Regions from separate parts of the Mus musculus genome. Here region 2 is linked to region 1. A link is a contact called in public ChIA-PET data. All regions are on one chromosome and are shown on one strand. Each heading gives the region's core, a stretch centred on a gene start, on an enhancer-like site or on the middle of the called end of the contact. The rest is flanking DNA. Distances are from core to core; before and after follow the strand shown. Region 1 overlaps Cdk19 (cyclin-dependent kinase 19). Region 2 has its middle 42 kb from the start of Gm32234.

Evidence for each region. ChIA-PET counts read pairs in DNA pulled down with a chosen protein or histone mark.
Region 2: an H3K27ac ChIA-PET map of liver shows a contact between it and region 1, with 3 times the contacts expected there. The contact joins two enhancer-like sites. A contact is called at or near these places in 2 of 15 datasets of contacts at CTCF or cohesin (the NIH/3T3 cell line and large pre-B cells), 4 of 484 Hi-C or Micro-C datasets (the N1E-115 cell line, bone marrow-derived macrophages, erythroblasts and 1 more) and 8 of 115 datasets of contacts at active chromatin or transcription factors (the HPC-7 cell line, bone marrow-derived macrophages, double positive thymocytes and 5 more).

Annotation. Positions count from the first base shown.
Region 1 is chr10:40,371,982-40,376,918 of GRCm38.p6, reverse strand. All of the region lies in intron 1 of Cdk19 (cyclin-dependent kinase 19), which reads right to left. Among named protein-coding and RNA genes, the nearest start is that of Cdk19, 25 kb to the right of the region's middle. Within about 2 kb of position 3,543, at least 244 of the 459 cell types and tissues checked have an H3K27ac peak or open chromatin away from gene starts, as enhancers often do. A contact at or near this core is called in double positive thymocytes and liver, where this site is marked.
Region 2 is chr10:40,493,233-40,498,202 of GRCm38.p6, reverse strand. No RefSeq gene overlaps it. Among named protein-coding and RNA genes, the nearest start is that of Gm32234, 42 kb to the right of the region's middle. Within about 2 kb of position 3,247, at least 31 of the 459 cell types and tissues checked have an H3K27ac peak or open chromatin away from gene starts, as enhancers often do. A contact at or near this core is called in double positive thymocytes and liver, where this site is marked.

The DNA of each region.
Region 1 (4,937 bases), core at 2,294-4,793:
AGTATTTTTTTCAAAATAAAATACCCAAAAAGATTACTAAGATCCAAAATACTAAAATCAACATTTTTAAACATTTTCAATGTTTTAGTTTTCTATCACGGAAAGTGCTACTAAACCTGGGCCACTGAGGCATCTTCCTTTAAAACAAACAAACACACAAAAAAAGATTATTTACTCATTTACTTGTTTATTTATTTAGTGGATGGGTATTTTGCCTGAGCATATATATGCACAATTTGCATGCTTGGTGCCTGTGGAGAGGTTGATAAAGGGCATCAGATCCCTAGCACTGCTGCATCTCCCCAGGGAAAAAATCTTGTCATACAGCCCCGCACTGCAAGAATTCAGCCCTGAAAGGAAATGCCTGTAAATTGCTGTTACAGATGGTTGTGAGCCTCCGCGTGGGTGCTGGGAATAGAATATAGTCTTATAGAAGTGCAGCCAGAGCTTTACTCACTGAGCCATAACTGCACCCCATATCCTTTTAGTTAGGTGGGAGTTTTGGCAGTTTTCCTACTTGATGTTAGATACTATTATAGTCTCTTTCCTAATGCAGTAAGAAAGGGCTCTTGCTCTTTATATCCACAATCTCTGAAATATACTTACAAGAGAAAAGTTAATTGGCTTAGAAGATTTTATTTGAAACTTGAATCAGCATTGCATGTAAATCGTGAGGTCAAACCAAAATGTCAGCTCTATTCTTCTGAGAATGACGCTCCATTCTAGTACAACAGTTCTTATTATTGTCTGCTGGGTTTTGTTGCTGTTGTTTGAGACAGTGTGTCCATACAGATCAAGCTAGCCTCCACTCACAAAGATCAGTCCACTTCTGCCTCCCCAAGTGCTCAGAAAAAAAAGGTGTGAGGCACTCCCTGAACCCTGCATTACAATACTTAAAGAAAACAAGCTATAAACAACTATCTCATTTCTGCATCATAAAATGTGCTGTGTGGACTGAGAAATGCATCTTACATAAACTATTGACAATTTTCTTTCAAAAGTTCCCACAAAGGTTGACCTGAATTTGTCTACTTTAATGGTCGTGATGTTACCACCTTTAGGGATATGGAGATGGAGGAATTAGGAGTCCAAGGTCATCTATACTTACATAGTGAGTTCAAGGCTAGCCTGGGCTACAAGAGACCTAATCTCCAAAAACAAAAACATTTAGGCAAATCTAGCCTTATCAAATGATGTATTTCAGGCAAATGTCAACCCAAGAGTTAAAGTCACTAATAAGTTAAAAACCAAGATACTAATTATATAAAATGGTTACCCAATTAAAATCAAATGTAAATACCAGTAATAATGAGCCATTCTACTCTTAATTTATAATAAACAGCTATCTTTTAAACTTACCATTAAATCAACTTTTTAATTCAAAGCAAATCAGCACTATCCAACAGGACATACTGCATTTATTAGGAGCTGCAAATAGCTATTGTTTCATGGGACTTAATGCACTGAAGAAACTGATCTGCCACCCTCAAGCACTGCCTCTGCATTCCTCTCACATGCTACAATGCCACCGAAAGCATGTAAGTAACACTTCGAGACTACAAGTGAAGCAGAGGGTCCAAAATTCTAACACAAGTAAGTGATTTAGGTTTAATCAGCACAGCAATGTTTTTCATGTCTTTTTGTTTCCTGAGAAAGAACAGCACGCGCCAAGGCTCACCTGCAAAGGAGCACAATACATCTGAAGGCCGATAGAGCACGGGGAAGAAAAGAAAACCGCTGAGAAAGAAACAAGCAGGACACACACCTTAGTAAGCGTACTAAGGAACCTGGACTTCATTCATCCTAAGACACGAGGTAGGAAAGAACCTATGCAGGCTATGTTCCTGCGAGCAGTCTGGAGGTGTGACGAAGAACAGAGACCCTGAGAGTCAGGTTTGTGGGCACAACAGTGTAAGCTAGGGAGTAAGAGCAGATGGCTCTGAAAGACAACTAGGACACAGAGCCAATGGACACAGGAAAACAACAGACAGCCCAGAATGACTCCTGCTAGCAGGCTAGGCAATACAGCAGACTGAGCAAGTTGTAGGGAACTGAAAAGTTGAGGGCTTTGATAATGTCTAAAGGAAGATGTTAAATGTCAGTAGCTTAGAAGGGAGACAGGATTGTGAAAGTAAAATCAAAAATGGGAAGGACTGAACCCATAAGAGCATCACTTTGAAAACAATGGTCTCATATGTAAAATGTATGGTACAGATTGGGGTACACGTGTAGCTCAGTTGGCATAGTTAGTACTTGTCTAGCATGCACGAAGCCCTAGGTTCAATTCCCAGCACCAGATAAAAACAGGCATGATGGTACAGGCTTTGGACTTGGGAGGCAGAAGCAGGAGAACCAGATGTTCACTGCCAACCTTGGCTAACTAACAAAAACCCAGCCAAAGCTACATGAGACTCTCTCTCAAAAAGAAAAGGGTAGGGGGAGGTTAACACCCTGGAGAAATGATTCAGAAGTTAAGAGTCAACCCGATCTTGCAGAGGACCAAATTCAGTTCCCAGGGGAATCCAATGCCTCTCACCTCCACTGCACACACACATACACACAAACACACGCGCACACACACACTTTTTAAAATTCTTTATAACCATATATTTAATCTCATCTTCCTCAAAGAAACTAAAAGGGGTGGAGGTAGACAAGATGCCTTTCTATGTTTTGATAATCTACTGAGACTCTTAATTATACCTATATATACCATATCACAGTTAAATATGCATAATTTAAAATGATAAAAAATAACCAATTAACTTAGAAATGAAGTACAAAAAATTCTTAGGAAAATTATTTTCAATTACTACTGGTAAATTAAAAGTAGCCATTAAAGAACGTAAAAGGCCACAGGGTTTCAATATAAAGGTATAGCTTACTCCACTAAATAATCTGAAAGTCCTACCTACTGCTGCTAAGAGATAGGAGCAAGTGAAACAAACGGTGAACTCAGCTGACTGGCTGTGTCTTGAGCAAATGAACGTTACTCAACCTCGCATGAACCGCACATCCTCCATGTCAGGCACAATGCACAGACACTTACTTGATACCTAGTAGAACACAATTTCCAAAGGACAGAAAACAATTACTCTAAAAATTTAATAAAATTAAACAAGAAAACAGATACCCCAATTCTCATTCAGAATCTACCTACAAACTGACATTGTTATTAACTTTATGCTTTGCAGTATAACCTATATTGCTAAATATGTCAGCTGGGGCTAGGGAGATGGCTCAGTGGTTAAGAGCACTGACTGTTCTTCCAGAGGTCCTGAGTTCAATTCCCACATGGTGGCTCACAACCATCTGTAATGGGATCCGATGCCCTCTTCTGGTTGTCTGAAGACAGCTACAGTGTATACTCATAGACATTAAATAAAAATCTTTTTAAAAAAATTGTTAGCTGCTACAGATCTTTTTTTAATTAAAGAAAAAACTGTAAACCAAATGTGCTGACGCACAACTTTAATCTCAGCACTGAAGGGACCGAGGTACAAGCATCTGTGAGAATTCGAGTTCAACACAGTCCACAACAGAAAGTTCTGGACCAGCCAGGTTTACACAGTGAGACCTTGGTACCCTGCCTCCAAACAAAAATACAAAGTTACTAGAGCTGAGAAAGTTGTCTCACTAGGTAAAAGTGCTGTCACACAAATATGCAAAAATGAAGACCTGAGTTCAAATGCCCGTAAGTCTCATAAAAGCCTGACGTATTATGTGATTGTCTGTAATCCCTGTTCACCCACAGCCAGCTAGGAGACAAAGGCAGAGGATCTGCAGAAGCTCACAGGCCACTACACTGCTGATGCACTGGAAAAGAGACTCTCAAACGGGGTGCAAGGTGAGGACCAACACTCAAGGTACATGCTGACCCACATTCACACATAGGGATGTGCTACATGCATGTGCCTATGCACAATTGTTAAAAGAATTGTTCCAGTAATATGAAGAAAATTCATAAAAACTTGCATAAACTCATAAAAGTAATATTTATAAGATCTGGCACATAAATGGCAAAATGATCCCCTTTTTTTGGTCAAAGAAACATTGCCCAAGAAAGGTATATCAGATTTTCTGATCCTAATCTCATTATTTTCTTTAAAAGCAACTCATTAAAAAAACCTCTATAAAAATGTATTTTACAAGTATGTGGGATGTGTTTGTTTCTCTACTAAAACAAGCACAAACTTGAGAAGAGCATATTAACAAGTTGGGAAGAGCGGTAATTAGCATATTGGAGACTAACGTTTCTGGCACACGGAACCTAACACAAGAATGTCTATCCTCCAGTCATGAGTCATGGATTAGGCTGCCTCTCTATTTATTGTGAAGCAATCTTTCAGTAAAAGGAGCAGTAGGGAAGAATACAACATGAATAATGACTTGGACAAGTTCCCAGAAGAAACCACAGTGCAGCTAAGTCTGAGAAATGGCACAGTCATACTATACAATATACCAGTGTTCTCTTTTATGAGTTACTCCCAATCTTAATGTCAGAGCAAGTGAAAGTCACTCTCTAGCTCTCTATGGCTTTCTGATTTCTGTTACACTGGTCTGTGGGTGTGCACACAAGCAAGCACACAAAGGCCCACTGCAGAAGCCGTTTCTCTCCTGCCACTGCACGGGTCCCAGGGATTAGAACGCAACAGGCTTACTGGCACCAAATGTCGCATCCACTGAGCAGCTAGCTCAGCAGCTCCAACGTCTTTCTTTCTTTTTTTTTTCTTTTACAGGTTTTAGTAATAACGAATAAAAATGCATCATAAATGTGATCAAAGTGATGCATCTGTGATATCGTTTTAACTGCTGCGTGGTAACACAGAAAGCTGTCTCTTGATACATCCCACCCCAGCACACACAATGACACCAGAAGGCAACACCCTCTTCACTCTCAGCTGAGAAGTCTGCAACCTCCATCACGTGAGGACCAC
Region 2 (4,970 bases), core at 1,998-4,497, 120 kb before region 1:
GAGAGAGAGAGAGAGAGAGAGAGAGAGAGAGAGAGAGAGAGAGGGAGAGGGAGAGGGAGAGGGAGAGGGAGAAGGAGAGAGAGAGAGAATAATTCCTGTTCCAGGTGAACAGAGTAAAGAGATGGGGTTGATACCAAGCATCCGTGTGGCACCGTGGTGTGTGTGCCGCGAGGGATGCCTTCCTTTCTCTCTGACTCTCCTGGCAACAGTTAAATAATATTAATGATAATATGCAGTACTGCACAGACCCGCCTGTTGGCCAGGTGCACCCTGGCTGGCAAACGGAAGTGCATGCCAATCTCTGTTTCCTGTTAGGCAAAGGGAAACAGCATTAGGGTCTGCAACTGGAGAGGAACACAAGGCAAATAGGAAGACATTTACAAGTCAGGGTTCTGTGAGAAGAGAGAAACGTTTTTAAACAGCTTTAAAAACAGAAATTAAGCAACTAACAAAACCGCAATAGTCCACAAGACAGATGGTGGGAGAGGTTAAATGTGTGCAGGAAAGAGTCCTGGTGAAAAAGGGTTTCCCTCAACGTGTTGCTACTGTTACCATTCTTCAGAGTGTCTAAAAGTGCCAGGCCCTAAGAGTTGTCTGTTATTTTTGAGAAGTGTGTCTAGAGCCTCAGGGTTGAGAAGCAAACAAACAACTCTATGACATGAGTCCAGCCTGGAGTCCGTGCTAGGAGTGTGACCAAATGAGTTTGTGAACTGACTCTTTGTGCTAACTGCCAACCTGCAATTCTGTCCCTGTCTTTGCTTGGCAGACCAGACCTTGGTGAGAAACTGAAGGGAAGGGACCCCACCCTGCATCCTGATGCCTGATATCAGGGCTCTGGGTGGCACAGAGACAATGCCCTCCTGAGGAGCAGCCCCTCAGCCTGCATGACGTTTTCTAAGATACGTGAGAGGTGGGTGACTGGCTTCCAGTTATGCCTTTAATAAACAGAAGGGCATGTGGAGGTCATTGTCTACGACAGACTTGAAAGGGCAGAGCGGACAATGAACTCAGTTCCCCAGCATCAACAGCTTTAGTGACATTCTGCCTCCAGTGACTTTGAAGCAAAGGGGAGCCTGAGGCATCAGCACAGGTGATCCAGATGGTCTGAGACTCTCTTCCTTGGACCCTCCCCTGCTCCCTGACCCCCTACACAGTTCTCTTTTTAGATCAGAGACTGAGGAAATGAATCTCCAGTCATCTGAGCAACTGATAGACATGTAATCCCTGCTTATATCCAGGTAAAAATTTCAGGCTGTGTGTGCGCGCGCGTGTGTGTGTGTGTGTGTGTGTGTGTGTGTGTGTGTGTGTCAGATATGTGAGGGCACACGTGCACATACAATAGTATGGAGGTCACAGTTTGTCAAGCATCTTCCTCAATTGCTCTCCATCTTAGTTTTTGAACTGCGGTCTCTCATTGGCCCTCACCTCAAGTTCCAAGATTCAGCTAGGCTGGCTGGCCAGTGAGTGTTCCCGGGATCCTCCCTCCCCAGGGTTGGGGTTACAAACAATCACAACCGAGCCTGGCTTTTCTTTTCTTTTTTTATTTATTTTATTTGAGAGAGAGAGAGAGAGAGAGAGTGTGTGTGTGTGTGTGTGTGTGTGAGAGAGAGAGAGAGAGAGAGAGAGAGAGAGAAGGAGTACGGCTAGATGAGGGTGTTGGATCCTTTGGAGATTGAGTTACAGGAGTTTGTGTCCCACCTGATATGGAAGCTGGGAGCTGGACCTCTGACAGAGCAGTGAGTACTCTTAGCCACTGAGCTGTTTGTCTTCCCAGCCCAAGCCTGGCTTTTTAATGACTGTGCTGAAGATCAAATGCAAGTATTTGTATTTGAGCTTCAAGTACTTTTCTCACAGAGCCACACCATGGCCTATCAGGCATACATGTAAGAAGTATCTTTTCTCCTTCTCTTCCCCTCCCCCTCCCTCTCCCCCTCCCTGTCCCCCTCCCCCTTCCCTTTCCCCTCCTCCTCCTCCTTCTCCTCCTCTTCTTCCTCCTCCTTCTCCTCCTCTTCCTCCTCCTCCTCTTTTTCTCTGATTTTATCTATTTATTTATTCATTGAGATAGGATCTCACTGTGTAGCCCTGGGCTCAAATGATCCTCCTGCCTCAGCCTCCCACAGAAGTATCTTCTTAATGCCAAGAAATATGTCATTCTTGGGGTTAGCCGATGGAGGTGATGCACAAGGAGAGTGTTGGCTCCACTTGGGGTCTCCAGACATTTGGTCTCAGAGGAACAATGCACCAGTTTCATGTACAGTCTCCTGGGAATGCTGAGCCTTCATTTCTGTTGGTAATGGTTCTTGCATTGATTGGCTGATCCACCACAGTTGCTACCTTGTGACGCTTCTCTAAGGAGCACCTATGGGCCAAATAGGAACATTTTCCTTCCATGACTCAAGCTCACACTCCTCTTGCCTCTACATGAAACAATACTGGTTTCAGGCAAGCGGAAACACTTAGCCTCTGTATACAGTAGGCGTTCAGCCAATGCTTTTCTACTCACAGCAATAGTTCCCCTAGAAAGAAGGAGAAAGCTGTGGCCGACTGTACACTGAAGATGTGAGAGTAGCGTCCATGTTGTATGCTGCTGCTCTAGGAAACAGTCCTGCACTAATCAGTACATTGTTACTTTTTCATGTTAAGGACTAAGCCCAACCCCAGTACCCCGTTTCCCCTCCAGGACGCATGCTGTGTGGAGTGGAGCTGTCAGGTTTAGGGATGCTGCTGAGCAAACAGAACCTTAGCTTGGCAGAATAGGTGAGATGATGGGGAAAGATGTTACTCCTGAGGAGAGGCTGTGAGGGACTGAGGGCCACACCTGAGGCAGGAAGGAAGAGAAGGAGAACACTGAAGGACTATAGAAGTAATAGAGAGGCACAGGGGGCTAGTCTTTGGGGCTACCACAGCCCACAGCCTCCTCCCCGCATTTTCCCCAGAATCACCTGCATCTGCTGGCACATAGGGCCCGTTACAGGACTGGGACAAAGGGACCCTTAACCTAGGCAGAGCGGCCTCTCCTTCTGACCAAGCTTATTCACCTTCTCATTGACAAATATGTAAGGATACCTACTGTGTAATGATGCCTACTATGTGAGGGCATCTCCTTAGGGACAATGAGGCCTTGCCTCAAAATCACCACGCCAAGCAAGTAAGTACAAAGTCCAGCTTCAGGCACTCCATTGCAGCATCAGAAGGCATGCTGAGACAGCTGTCATGTTTGGTGTAGTTACTGATTAAAGTCGGAGTTACTCTCGTTTAAGCAGAAGGTTCACAAGGGCAAAGTCTGGGTTTCTTTGTGTCTCTGTGCCTTCTCACCAGCACAGCAGAGAAAGTGCCACATGCCAGCTACTACTTGACTTCTTATGCATATTTGCTCTCGGTTATTCTACATGATACTCTCTTTTCACATGTCTCAGATGCCAAGTAGTGCAATGTAAGCTTGCAGAGCCCAGAGAACAAAGCCAGGGGCACAGGAGGCAGATGGGTCTCATAGCCACAAAGGCCAGATGCTGGGTGGCACTGCAGGTGACAGAGCCTAGGGCAGCTTCAGCCCAGATCCCTCAAGTGTGTGAGAGCTAAGGTGATGATATAGGGCAAGAGAGGTTATCCAGCTCTGCTACTGAAAGGCCAGTAGGAAGTCAGAAAGCCTGAGGGGACTCTTCCACCAGCACCCCAGAGCTTCGGCAAGTATGGACACAGCACTTCTGGGCCTCCAGAGCCCACATCCTCAATAGCCCAGAGCAGTTGTTGGCCTTCCTGCTCTCTGCAGCTCCTGAGCAGAGACCTGTAAAGAGGTCATGCTACTGGACGCCTCTTCATGGCCGCCTTCCAGCCTCCTGCAAGTGAGGCAAGTACTGTACTGCTGAGCTACACCCCCAGAGGATCAGACTGCCTCCTGGAGATGACGTATCACTGGACCTGATCTTATACCCAGTCTGAGACCCTGTGCCTTGTCACCAGTCTCTTTGAATGTATCTGGATGTGTTGAGTTTGTGGGTCTGTAAACGATGGTTGCTATCAGATGGTGATTTTTATTCATTGTATCATTAAATGTATCCCTCCATCCTCTCCTTTACTCTGTGAAGTTGATTACACAGGTATGAGATGTCTGCTGTCATCCCATCCAGCATCTGAGGGGTTACTTTTATTCAATCTTTTTTTTTTCATTGTTCTTCAAATTGGATCATTTCTAATGGTCTAAATTTAAATCCACCGATTTTTCTGTAAATTTGTTATTACACTTAAACCATTTAGATTATGTTTTTCATAGTTTCTACATCTTTATTGAGATCCTCTATTTGTGGAGTCCTTATTAATATGCTGATTTCTTTTTTGAGGGTGGGGGAGCATTCCAAACATGGTTTCTCTGCATAGCCCTGGCTGTGCTAGAACTGGATCTGTAGACCAGGCTGGCCCTGAACTCACAGAGAGTCTCCAGCCTATGTCCCTGCAACCATGTGCTGACTTCTGAATTCCAGAGCACAGTTCTTCACTGCTTGGAGCATACATACAGCACCACAAATCTTCATCAACCAACTCTGCTTTCTGCTCAGGCTCAGTCAGGGCTATTGTCTGGTGTCTTCGCAAGTCATTTTTGTTGGAATTTTGGTGTTTTTCTATGCAGTAGCAACCCTGGACCCTGTCATCACATCCCTTGCTCTCAATATTAATTTGCCTAAACTCAGCAAGTAAAGTATTTGCCATGTGTCTGGTCAGTTTATGTTTTTAGTTTATGTAAGTTTTAGCCCAGCGTTGTAACAGCTCTGGAGCCAACTAATAATTTGGCCAGCGCACCTGAAACCTTTAGGGGGCTGGGGCAGGTGTTCCTTGTTACTAGGTTTCTGTGAGGAGGAAACCTTTGAAGTCCTGTCCATTTCCATAGCTGTCTCTACCTTCCATTGAGCTCTCTGAACTCCCACTGCACACAGGCTCAGTTTGCTAAGGAAGTGTGGAGAGCTCATCTCTGTAAG